Regions from separate parts of the Mus musculus genome. Here region 1 is linked to region 2. Evidence: chromatin contacts called from public promoter capture Hi-C data. All regions are on one chromosome and are shown on one strand. The core of a region is the stretch at or near the end of the contact, and the rest is flanking DNA. Distances in the headings are between cores, read along the strand shown.

Region 1 (6,540 bases), core at 2,869-5,368, 490 kb before region 2:
TGTATTTTTTTAAATAAAAACTCCGCATATGCAACACAGACCTAGAATGGAGCAGCCAACGCTGGCGACAGGAGCCTACTGTCACCTGTTAGGTTCACTTCCCCGACTCTGCTCTGTAAGAAATGATGCAACAGTACAGAGTCAGTTCTACCAGACCCTTGGCAGGTGGAAGCCCAGTCTCTGTCTTATTCTCATTTTCCCTCTGACTCCTCTGTAAAAGGAATAACTGTAGAACTTCACACGTGTTCCTCTGACTTCTTACTCACTGATACGACCATTTACACAAACTTCCCCACACTGGCTGTAGCACCACAGTATGTCTGAGAAGCAATTCGGTGTGTATTGTTATCACAGTTGACTGTTAAGGTTTATACACGGTAGAGTGCCTTTTATAAGGGTAACAATGAAAAGAATTTTGACTTAAGCAGATCTGAGATAGATCCACCAGTTGATTTTTCTGCTCCAGAATATTCTAGTCAATTACCAAAAGCAAATGACCATCCTTGTGTACTTGACAACTGTATGATTTTGACCAATTATTAAGCCTGTGACTTATTTACCTGAAATATAGATGATGGTAGAACAAGCCTTTATTAATTGGTATCCATGCATCTCCAATTTCTTAGACTGTACTTTCTTATGTGGCATTATCTGAGACCTCTTTACACACTCCTAAAGATATCATGTGCACATAATTTGGCTCCTTTGAGAATATATGTTGCTGTAGTCTACCGAGATCTCCTTTCCTAGGGTCAGGTATTCATCCACCATCTCCTGAGGTTATTGACTCTTACAGACAAATCTTGGTCCCAAGTTGGTTGTTGACTGTAGAACACACTTTGCCTGGACACGCCTGGGAGATTATGTTCTTATCTAGGCCCAAAGGATATAGCAGACAACTTGCCAGGGTGGTGCCGTAAAAACATAACTTTTTTTTGTCTTGACAGAAATCTTTGCTGGAACTGAAATTTTTCTAGTGCTCCAGGAAGGTCAGGATGAGGCTAGAATTCTTGTTACTAACATCTTCTGCCGATCCTACTTCCTCACTAAATTAGAGCTTCTCCATGAGTGTTCTCCTGGATGACTCAGTGATCTGAACCACAACCTGCATCTGGGCTCTGCTTCAAGGAAGTCTAATACTTGTCAGATGTTTCAGTCCTCACAGCTGCCCATTGTTCTGCATAATATTCACTAGAATAAAATCAAACATGCAGATGAAATCACCGCCTTACGGCATATTCCCTTGCTATAGGAAAGCATGACATCTATCTAACATCATTTTTAATAGGTGATTTCTCAATCGAGGTTTAAAATTAGATATGTTATATTTAATACATGTTATATACATTTTTTATTTTAGAGAACAGTCTTAGAAAATTCTAGAAAGCTTGCAAATTGAAAGCCCTAGGTCTGTGTGAAAAAAGTCAAAGAGACTTCACATACCGAAAGCAGGGAACACAAATTTCAACCTCCTCAAGGATACTGAGACAGATGAGAAAGAGCTTACGTGTGTGGGGAGGGGGTTTTTAATGTTTAGAGTTAAATAGCAGTTAAGGGTTCAAGGAAGTCAGACACAGCTAGTGAGACAGTTCTGTGGATAGAGGTATTAGTCACACTAAGCCTAACAACACGATTTCAATCCCTTGGGCCATAAATGTTAGAGAATCTCTACACTTATGCTAATACCCTCCAACCCCCAGTAAATAAATGTAAAAAATTAAATTATATATGTGTGTATATATATATATATATACACACACACACACACAATTTTTCTTCTTTGTGGTCTGACCATCTTACAGTGACACAACGCTTGTCCAGAATGCAAACACCCAGAATCACACAATGATGGGATGCTTCCAATATAAAAGCTCATCTTCTGGTCTGATGTGAATTCTACTTCCACACACTTCTTTTAAATTAATATAAATGGCTTAGTTGTTTCTTCATACTCAAGAATGCAGTTGAAAATTGAAAACAGACAACACTAAATTTTTCTTCATCCCTCATAGTCTAAGCTTTCAGGTTAGGCCAAAGCCCAATAAGGTAAGGTAATGGCTGGTGCTCATTGGGATGAGGATAGAGGACCACACTCCAGTTAAGAAGATGCTCGCTCCTTTTCTTCATCTTCTGTCATATGCCATCAAAGACTGCAAGAAGCAAAGGCAAAGCAGAGAGCAGCAAGGGGAAAGAGAAGCCCATGAGATGTACCCCATATGAAGACTGGTTCCCAATGGAAAAAATCAAGACCCCTAGGGGAGAAGTTTACATTTCACCAGTTTTGTGGCCTTAATACATAAGACAAACTTTCCTAATTCTAGACTGACTGCCAGTAAATGACAAACATTTGCATGACAAACATATGCATAATTATTTCAAACTTGGGCTTAACTTCACTTTACAACTAAATACAAAAATATATCATGGTTATTAGTTACAGTATGTTTTATAGTAATAAAATATATATTTTTAAGAAAAATAAGACCATGGTACAAGAGTATTCTACTCCTTTTAGAAAATTGTATGACCTGTCATAGTCATGGGATTGTATTTAGCACCATGTCATCAGGGATGCTGCACATTAGCAGCTTGTGGGCTGTATCACAATACAACAGCTCAATAAACGTTCTTGGTTTTTGTCTTTTTCCAAAAACCCATCTTCTTGCTTTAAAATGAGCCTCCGTTTTTATATTCCACAAATACAACCCTAGTACTATAGTGATGATTTTACATAGGCCCCTATAAAATATTTCCTATATGAATAAGACCGTGAGTTATACAAACTTCATGACCATAAATCCAGAAAAGAGAAGGAAGCACTGGTCCCCTTGACTTTTCTAGTTCTTAAGTGCTAAGCTAAACTAAAAACCAAATATGCCCAACAGTAATGCCATTTATCTAAAGGGTATTAAAGAGAATCTACACATTGGAAAATAGGAGTTAAACATAGCTGTTGGTATGAAATTTCTACTAAGATGTTTTCTATGCTTGTATCTTAATACATTGAGAATTCTTTTAAAAATGGTTTGTATTGACTCGCACTGAAGCAAGCAACCATATTTCACAGTGGGGTCAGTGCTGGGCAGTCAAAGGCCACTGTTCCCTTAGCTCCACCATCAGTGAGGGGGTTTTAAAACATGAAACTATGCAAGTGTGGACTCCATGTCTCCTCCGTGATATCTGTCATAATTCCCAATGAGTTTTTCCCAGAATTAACTAACATGAGCTAGTGCAAGTTAACATGAGCTAGTGCAAGTGGACTTGCTTTCTGTTTGTTTCCACATATTAGACACATGTGTGTTTCAAGCAAGAATTCCAGATAAATAAAGTATTTGTTACGAAGAATTAGAAGAGGGGGAAATTATTCAAATTCTTGCTTAGAAGCCATTTGTTCTGCATGGCGTACAGCACTGCGAATGCTCTAGTTATTTCTTGCTTTAGAAACACACAGTGTGCATAGTTTTGCAGAAATGATATTATGCTTAATAAACTTAAAATCATACAGACATAAACTTTTCTATAGTACCATTTCTTATCATATTTGGGGTTGTAGAACAAATAAGACCTAGCATCTTTTTATTTGTCCAATAATAAATATAGAGACATACTGAGATCCTATTTTCTGTGGAACTTATTCTAAAATCTTAAGTGTAAATCAGAGATAAAAGAGAAAAACTCACTTCACCCTCTAGAAACTTGCACTCTAGCAAGATAGGTAGATGATAGTATTTAAAAGTATATTATCCACATTTACCTGGTATCAAATAAACCAGGAAAAGAAGAACACGAGCCAAGCAAACAGGTATGAAGAAAGTTCCTGAGAAAACCAGACCAAACCAAACCAAACCAAAGAAATAAACCAAAATCCAAACACTAAACAACCAAGCAAAAAAACAACAAAACAAACACTCCCCACCCCCACCCCAATACATTGGCTGAAGCCTCTGTCTATAGCTGAAAGTCTCACTCGTGATTTTCTGGAAGCTGGAGATCAGAGCCTAATTTTCATCTACCCTAAGTTAATCTTTAGCCATGTAAAGAGCCACCTTTGTTCTCCTTTGTGTTTGACCTAGTGTCCCTGTAACAGGTGAAGCCCTTTGCAGTGTGCTGACTTGCCAGACCACTGTCTTCCGCCAATCAAATGGCTAACAGTGTTATCAGACAAGCATCTGAACCATGTCCTAGAGAATTTTCTGCTTAGCTGCCATCTTTTCTCCTGCTGCTATCACAGGTATATCTGAAATGTAGTCTTGCTTAGTGACTCTTTTTGTTTTGTTCCGATAAGAATTTCATGGAGCTGTAATCATGGTTGGGAAAATTTTGATTCTTTCTGAGATGTGACTGTCCCCGGGTTTGGTTTAAAGTTCATTTGCTGTATGTTCTGAGGTGGCTATTTAGGATACTGTTAGATTTTCGTTTTCTGTTTGTTTTCAATGTATCTGGTTTAAAATACCACGTTCCTTTCTTAGCTTTGTCCTGATATTCAACAGTTCTGGATTTTGTTTTGGGTTGGCTTTCAGACCTCTAAAGGCATGGTTTCTGACCTTTCAGTTTATTACATCACTAAATTCAGTCTGTTCCTCTGTTTCTCCTCCCTATTTGATTTAACAAGGGGAGAACGTGATTGAAGAAAGCCAGATTTAGCACAATGGGTTTCATATATGAAAGGTATATTAATTCACCTTGCATGTTTTTTTTTAATTTTTGTATGTTTGATTTTTGTTTTGGTCTTCTTGTTTGTTTGTTTGTTTAGGCTTAGTTTTGGGGTTTTGTTCTTGAGTTTTGGATTTGGGGTTTTGGTTTTTGGTGACAGGGATTCTCTGCATACTCCTGGCTATCCTGGAATTTGATTTGTAGACCAGGCAGGCCTCAAACTTACAGATACAGCCTGCCTCTGCTTTCTGAGATTAAAGGCGTACACCACCACTGTCTGAAGACATTTTTTTTTTTTAAAAAGAGAGAAAACTGAATTAAAAGTATCTTGCCTTTACATTGACTCAATGGTGGACATCTACTATCTCTACATTGATTAGTTTTGTGTCCTTAACTAAAGGTACTAGATAGGAAAATCAAAGAAAATCATACATACATGAGTATTTAAATTAAAATTCAAAATTACCCAAAGTGATAAGATTGGTAATTTACAAAAATTAGTAGGAGCTCTAAAAACTACCTGCAAGCTTACAGTGTTAAAAAGGTAAATGTTAATATTTAAAAGTTATATAAAGCCTAGAAATACATTTTAAATTAACCCTTATTTTTCTCTCTGAACATTCCTCTTCATTTTGTAACAGAATAAAAATCAGGATCACATAAAACATTATGGCCTGTTTTAGGATTAAAATGTGGGAAAGAGAGATGCCATTTTACACTAAGAATTTCCCCTTTAAAAGCTACTTTCCTTTAAAAAATATCATCACACTCGAGTATGTCTTATTTTCTCCTTGAGTGACTTTCTCTTAACCCTAATGCTTAAGCTTGTATTAAAATATAATTATTATACAACTAGCCCTAAAATTTTTCTGTGTCAAAGCAAAACTTTTGGTTTGGCCTTAGTAGACGTCCTTAAAGTTGGAGAAAGCTCCCTGGGTGCTAAGATAGGGAATGATTTCTTTACCTTTAGCACCGGCATTTCCGGTGTCTCATATCCATCACTGTGATATGAGGGACCAGGAATGCCTGTGCTACGTTGAGATTTTGCCAGACTCTCCTTAAATACATGGCTTATATAATACCTCAGGTTGATCTGCTTCTGCCTTTGTTGTTGATATTATTTGTTTTCTGTTTGTTTGTTTGTTTCTGTCAAAACTATGCTTAACTTATATTAAGTGCATGGATATTGATGATAAAAAATTTTAGATTTATTCCCTGTCCTGGGTCAAATAGGACAATACATGGTTTTTCCAAGGGACATTGAAATAAGGGCTGACCCCTCAGAAGTCCCAAGTGAACATCCTACCTCTGAGGCAATAGGCTAAGACACAATAACATAATTATTGTAAAATGAACATATTTTGTATCCAAAACACATTAAAAGTGATTGTTTCTCTTGGCTTATAATCGTTTTAAAAATATTATTAATTCTTTGAGAATTCCATTCAAATGTATTTGATCATGTTTACATCCCCCAATTCCTCCCAGACCCACCCTACTTTCCTACCTACTCAACTTTAAATTTTTCTTTTTATGTTTTCCAAGTTGAATCTGCTCTTAGCTTAAAATCTTAAAGTTGTTCAGCTTCCTTCCTTTCCTGTCTCCTTTCCTCTCTCTAAAAATAGAAACAGAAGTAAGGTTGACTTTTTCTGGTGTTTGTTTGTTTTCGAGACAGGGTTTCTCTGTATAGCCCTGGCTGTCCTGGAACTCACTCTGTAGATCAGGCTGGCCTCGAACTCAGAAATCCGCCTGCCTCTGCCTCCCCAGTGCTGGGATTAAAGATGTGCGCCACCATGCCCGTCTTGAAATTTTTTATTAGATATTTTCTTTATTTACATTTCAAATGTTATCTTTTTTCTTGGTTTCCTCTCTGAAACCCCTCTATCA
Region 2 (7,393 bases), core at 331-2,830:
TTTGGAATTTAAGGAGAGCACCAACCTTAGGAAGAAAAAACCCAAATGCAGCAGCCCAAGGTATTTATAAGCTGTATGGCAGACAATGGACTATGCTGCTTAACAGGCAAGACCAAGGAGACAGAACGCAAAACCAGAATGTAGTCATCCAAATCTGAGGGGCTCCTGAGTGTCTGCTCCCTCTCCTCTCACCTCAGGATGGAGCAGCCTCCAAACCTATTCTCAAGTAAGAAGCAGCAAGACGCACAGCGCCAGTGTCCAACAACGTGAAAGGCTGCTAAGTGCCTCTGCCCCCTGCTTGTTTGTTTTATTATTCATAGAAAATTTTTTCCTAGTTTCTCGACTCAAATCAAGAAAAAGAAAAGCATTATGCAAGGATCACGTACGTACTGTCTATAAGAAATTACAAGTGTCTGTCCCACTACTGCTGACACTTTGAATCCTCAAGCAGGACAAGAAGTCTTCTGTTCTCTTGTTAAGAAAAAGAAATTATAAGTGAAGCTTTAAAGAAAGGACTCTACCAACATTTCTAAGCCACAATGATTTTAAAACTCATCTAAATTGCACTTCTTTCTTATTAAAACAAAGAAAAATTCTAATTATGTTTCAGTAGCTAAAAATGCTACAGTCAAAACAAAGGTTTCTGAAATAAAATGATCAATAAATACCTAAAAAAAACATACATTTCTTCAACTCCTCGAAGGAAGTTGAGACACAGTATTAGGAAGCTCTAACATATGTGAGACAAGATATAGTACCAGTCTTATTCCTGAATTATCATTCTGAAAAAAAAAATTCTTTGTCAGAATTTTATTTTTTAAGTAGCAATACACAAAGAATGCTGACATATACTAGCTTACTGGTGACTTACAATGCGATACTTTGAGATGGGAGGGGGATAGAAAAGGAATTGTCATTCCCATGTTTAAATCCAAAAACACAGCTACAAGTTTGGAGAGTTACTGCCAATCCACAACACTACCAATGTTGGCTACAAACAGCCCTTTGCCTTCACCCTTGCTCTTTCGAGTTTTCTCTACTGCACAGACCCCACCTCACTTTCCAGGGCACCTACTGGCAAACGACCACCAGTGAGGACGAGGGGGACGCTGCAAAGCAGCTAAGGCTGTCCTGGAAAGGAAACTAAAGCAAAGGAGAAGGTACAAAGACAGCCCAGCTCCCTGATTGGCTTTGTCTAAACGAAATGTTTGTAGGAAGACACTTCTTTCAAGGAGTCGAGGTCGGATCTAGGAGGCTCAGTTGAGATTTCCAGTGTACTACTTAGCTGCCCAACACCCCTGAGCCCCGCCACCCACTATAACTTAAGCCTACGCCCGCCGCCACCAAGGAACTGGGCGTCTCGGCGCCTCTCACAGCCGGGAGCGGGAAGCTCTTTAGTTCAGAAAACAGAACTCACCTGCCGGGTCATGAGAGATTTGATTTTTTGCATGTCGAAGTCGAGAGACAATTACCCTGCCTCGGAGAAGTAACAAATCACATAATCCCACCAGACAGCCGGCTACAACACAGGGAAGCCATAGTGAGTCGTCACGTGGAGCTGCCCGCCTGGGTCAGCCTTCCTTTCCCCGAGCATGACGGGAAATGTAGTTTTCCGGCTGCAATCAAAGGAGGAGGCCAACTTCAGTACTACATTTCCCAAGAAGCAGTCGCTTCAATGAACTGGGACTCCTTCTGTTCCAGAGCCACTACCTGGACTTGGAAGAGCGTTGGGCGAGGCGAATACCTATGACTTAGGTAGTCTGGCCACTGAACTAAACAACTCTGAAGCGTCTGTAGATAGTCCACTTTGACAAGATGCCCTCTAGGAGTGCAAGAGAAAGCACACCTGGGCTAGAGAGGCGAGGAAAGAGACTGATTGACCTCCATAAAGAGCACTTGGAAAGGTGACTTAAGACAAGGAATTTCCCAGTGGCTCTGGGTGTGCCCTGAGGAAAGTGGGAGGCAGGACCCCTAAGATACTGATGGCCAGCCGTAGGTTCTTCTTCATTCTTGGCATTTCCTGAAAACGCTCTAGAAAAATCAAAGGATTTCGTCTACCCCACCTATCATTTTTCTACCTGCTTTAGCAAAGGCAAGTCGAGGCAGATGTCAGTAAGTATGAGGGCACTTGTCACTTTAAAGCCCTGATCTTGTTATTAGTAGTATAAAGGAGAAAGTAACGGGGTAACTTTGCTGTGGGGGGCAGCAAACCCAGAGCTAATAACAATAGGTAACAATGAAAACTTACGAATTGGGAGAAATTTTGTTAATGGCTTCATGTGTATGACCTTATGCATTTATCTACATGAGCATCTTTTCCTTGTTTTGTTTTGTTTTTGTACTACAATTTTTCATACAATATGTTCTGATCAGGTCTCCCCTCCCCCAACTCATCCTAGATCTGCCCCTACCGCCACACTTGCTTCCACGCACCTTCTTTCTTTCTCCCTCTAGAAAACAAAACATGCAAACAAACAAACAAAAAGATTGAAAAGGAAAGAAAGAAAAACACAAGAAACACACCCGCAAGCTCGTATGCATGAACATCTTCTGGAGTTACCATCATCTTCATGTTAAAAAATGGTGAAACAGGCATGGAGAAGTTAAGATACTTACCTAAGATTGTTAGACGTATAAACTGATGACTTAAATGCTTAAAGGTTCCCGGTATTATGCTGAGGAGTGACTCCTAAATCAGGACACCAGTGCCTTTTAACTACATTAGTTTAACGTATTATAAAAACTAATAACTAATGTTTTTATTATAAAAGCAAAGCATAAACTTGACTGTATGGAGGGTTGGACACTAGCTCAGAAATCGCCTATGCAGTTGCCTCCTCTAGTGGCTGGCTTTTCCTGCAGATGCACTTCTCTTTGGGAGCAATGTAATTACAAAGTTAGTTCACCTTAGATACAACCATTCATGTAATCTTGAGGATTTCCCCCAATTGATTCTCCTAGTGTAAATAATTCTACAGATATGAAGGGGTCTGTATTAAAGATTACAGCTGCTTGAAATGCTTGTAGTAGATGCTTGCTCACTGTGTACAACAAAACCAGCCCAATAATGTAAATGAACAGTAAACCATGTGTGATTGGCAAGACCAGAAAGCAGTCCTGCCCTCATCACCCACACACTTTCAGTGACTCCTTATATTAATGTAATCGTTATGCACAGAAATGGTTTTAGTGCATTCATTTTAATGCAAATATAACTAAGGTGAGTAAACAGTCGAGGATATGGGACCTTTTTTTTTTTATTACAGAAGCAGATGGTAGATTATCAACTGTGCTATGAAATACTGTGTTAAGACAACCCAACCCCACCTCCCAACCCCAGAGGAGATCTCATTATATAGCTCAGGCTGGCTTCAAGCTCAGAGATCTCCCTGCCACTGCCTCCAAGTGATGCCATATTTCTGGGAGAATTTTCCTTTTCTTAGAAAACTCTTTGGAACTATTTTAGGAATTCTGTCATTTTGGGAGCTCTTGAAGTTAAATTTGCCTGTATGATTTCAATGTTCAACTCCTGATTCACCAGTACTGTCACAAACAGTTATATTTACCAGCAAACCACTAGAGGGCGCATGGTTAATGTGAACAGTTCTTGTACAAACCACACATATAATGCAAAAATTTGAATGTATATAATAACAGGGAAAAGAGCACAAAAATGGATCGTTCTTGTATCTAAGTCCTTATTAAAATACCTACTATTTCTTTCTGTCACAAAAGTTGGCATTTTAATATAAAATGTGGAAAATACTGGAATATTCGTAAGTCCTTTAAATGCTATATATTTGATACTAGGGGCACCCCTCCATACTGTCTTCGTTTCCCACATCTTACCAAGGATCCTGGAACTCTCATAATAAGCCATTTTTAGTTTAAGGACAATATGAAGAATGATCTTATTTGATCAATATGAAGAATGATCTAAATGGAGTGAAGGAGCTTGTGGGGTATCTATTTAAATCCTATGGGTTTTTTTTTTTCCAATTGGATGTTGTGCAGTCTGTTATGAAAATTTGTGTGAAATTCTTAAGGAATGGCTAAGGAGCAGACAACATAGACTAAAGAGCACAGGGGTTTATTTCTGGGGAAACATGTTAAGAAAAATGAGAATTATGCTTGGATGTCAATGACTAAGATTGTTCGCTGTAGTCAAGGATCTGAGAAGGAAAGTATATATCTAAGTAAATACATTGAAGTGAATATGTATGTGTGCAGAATTTAGAGGGTGTGGAGAAACTTGTAGTCATTGCCTGGGCTTGAGGATGCCCTTGACATATTTCTGAGGTGTGAAGCATTATAAAGCAACTGAACTGTATAAAGAACTCAGGTTTCCCAACAGTAGTGTCTTTGCCTTTAGACACATCTTCAACAAGTTGGGAACATTGACATCAAGAGTATTTCCAAAGTTGTTCTCCAGAATAACAATTGTTCTTTTTTTAATTTTTAAATAATATTTGAATAACAGTCTTCTTTGAAGCAGTTAAAATGAAAAACCATGCCTTCCTTCACTCCCACACTCTAATCACTGAATTTCTTCAGTGAGACTATCCTGTTAAAAATTACTTATATTGAGAATTCTACTAGCTTCAGGTCAAATGTTTCTAGATATGTTCCATTCCATGCAGAAAGTGTGGACCAAAGCCTTCTTACAAACAATAGCTCTCTTGGAACTTACTGAATTAAGCAAAGTTCTCAGCCCACCTACTTCATGGCACTGAAAAGAGCTAGAAGATGCAGCCAGAACACACAAGCAAGATTTTAATGGTTACTAGTTCACTTCCTCTAAGCTTGAGCTGAGAAAATATGACCCCAAGTACTATCTGTTGCTGTGTGCTACACACTGTCATTATGTAAAATGTATGCCTCAGCTCCACTTGCAAACGACATGTGATTTATTTTTTTTAAGAAAGTGAGATGAATACACAGATCCAATAAAACCATCACAGCCATTTGTAATAGAAAATAAAACACAAAAAATCTCTAATACTCTGTTTTGGTTCTTTGGTACAGTCTTTACATGATAATTCACATGATAATTTTGTGAAGAAAAATGGCTACTTAGGAAATTCATAAAGTACTTCAATTTTCATAGAAAGTATTTTTTTCAAATTTCAAAATAATGGCATAATTTTTCATGATAAGAAAGTAGATCTGGGTTTTATTTATCACGAGGCCACGCAAAGAGAGTATCTTCCTCCTTCTTATTGTGAATAACTCAGTATAATTTATAAAGCAATACTGAAAAATTACTGAGAATCACCAAGAAACTATTTGAAAGCCACAGCCCTGTGTTCTCGCAGAACATATAACAGGTGTTCCTACTGCCTGTGTCCTTTGTATACACATTCATTCTGTATTCAAATCACAGAAGCAAGAGGCAGGCTAGGGTCTGTTACCTCACTGCTAATTTCCCTAGCAAATAAACCAGCAGCTGCTGGTCCATGAACCAACTTGCCACTGAGAACAGGGCGCCGCATGCATGGGACAGGATGCTTTTATGGAGCTTCTCAGAAGCATGGTTGGGCTCTCTCTTTGCAAAATACACCTTCTTCTTATAGGTAAGGGCCTGCGCGAGCTGGCTTTTAGGTATTTGGGGTTTGAGTTTTGGGGTTTTGTTGGCTTTCTTTGTGGATTTTTTTTTTTTTTTGTAGGCATAAGGTAAATATTTGCTTAGGGCTGTAGATTTTCTCAGATAATTGAAGGACAGGTCAAAACCTTTTAACAATAACACACTGTTCCAGCAAAGAAACAGGAACATGTAAGAGAAATGAGCTTCAAGAAATGATTGCCTTTGTTCCCTTGGAGCAACAGCTACTGTCAACGGGACTCGCTAAGAAAGTTAAGGCAGCATAAAAAGCTGCGGAGTCTCTTCTCCCAGGGCTTACCGATAGGCTCAATAATCTCTAATGGTTAATGTTTTAATTGGCAAACATTCTAATAGTGCATTAAATTAATTCAAAACAATTCATGGTAGTGGTTTTCTTTTAATTAAAGGTATTGCTTAAATTAAAAATAGCATGCAAACTGTTGGTTCTTCTTTAACATAAATATGGAAAATGTGAAGTTTAGCTAAAATTGCATATGAGAGAAATGTGTTTAAAAGGATCAGTGCTCAAAAATGCCTTTAGCTTTTCTCTTTGTCAGTGACTAGTCCTATTTTCTTTTTTTACTAGATCTTAATATTTTTATCTCTCTCTCTTTTGACATAGAGTTTGCCTCCCTATATCATGACGCACTGTTATCCATCAGTATTTTTTTCATCAAGAGTTTCCATCCCTCCTATTGTAGATCTTAAGCGTCAAGTTAGTTTCTTTTTTTGTTTACATTTATCTGATAGAAGTCTAAAAGGAGTTTTATTCATTAAAGAATAACAGATATATAAAGAATAACAGATATATAAAAACAATTTGAGCTTTGGATTTTAGGAGGTATTTAAAGTTTTATTTTCTCTAATGTATTTTGTTACTTTTCATTCTAATTATTATCTACATTTGTATGTGATGCATATAAATCTCACTGACATAAAAATGCTACCTGTAAATTTTTAATCTGTCTGTTCCCCTTAACTGTGGTCATCTCAGGGACTATATTGTCATACTATCAAATTTAAACCTGTAATATATTGTATGTTACCATAATTTAACATCATTCTTAGCTATTATGTGATCCTGGGATTCTTTCTCTCTCTCTCTCTCTCTCTCTCTCTCTCTGTTTGTGTGTATGTGTGTGTGTGTGTGTGTGTGTGTGTGTCTCATTTTTAAATAGAGGGACTGATAGGTTTTCACAGATAATGTTTTTGTAATTGGCCTTAAGAAGAATTCAGGAATGAATTCAGTTGAGAAATTTGACTAAAATAAAATTAATTAAAATGTAATGGTGATTTTTTCCCAACTTCAAAATAAAGTTGTTATTATAGAGAAAGACCTCCCTCCTTACTGAAATTCACTTTCTCTGGAAGTGACAAGTCACAAAGGTCACAAGTAATATGAAAGTCCTTTTGCTTTTAAAATACTGAATTTTCTTTGTACCTTTAAAAAAATTTTAAAATAAGCTTCCGTGTTTGATTAAATAGTCTATTCAAAATACAGACTGGAAAATTCTATTTTTTCTAATGATGCAAGAGTTTATTTTCAGTCAACAATAGTCATGTTATGTTTGCTAATAATGTGTGTGCTAATGAGGAAATAAAGACCAACTATTCTGAGCTGCCATAGAGGTCACTTTGTAAAACCTAATGTTTATAGTCAATACAATCAAACTGCTTGCAGAATTCTTTGTTGATGGAACATGGGTAATTTTTACAGCACACTTTCAAGTATTCATTAACTTTATCTTCTTTTCATGGGTACTGTTCTTATATGTCTTAAGAAATCTCTAA

Evidence for each region. Promoter capture Hi-C pulls out the DNA fragments that hold promoters and counts their contacts.
Region 1: a contact with region 2 is called in a promoter capture Hi-C map of liver, with 2.7 times the contacts expected there. The contact joins the promoter of Tfpi2 here to the promoter of Vps50 in region 2.

The regions. Positions count from the first base shown.
Region 1 is chr6:3,986,514-3,993,053 of GRCm38.p6, reverse strand. Tfpi2 (tissue factor pathway inhibitor 2) reads left to right here and starts at 4,118. Exons shown (of 6, transcript NM_001381907.1): 1 at 4,118-4,231. It also overlaps a transcript of Gngt1 not described here.
Region 2 is chr6:3,492,580-3,499,972 of GRCm38.p6, reverse strand. It overlaps Vps50 (VPS50 EARP/GARPII complex subunit), which reads right to left and starts at 1,580. Exons shown (of 28, transcript NM_024260.5): 1 at 1,418-1,580. The coding sequence starts at 1,450. It overlaps Hepacam2 (HEPACAM family member 2), which reads left to right and starts at 5,475. Exons shown (of 10, transcript NM_178899.5): 1 at 5,475-5,573. The coding sequence starts at 5,495.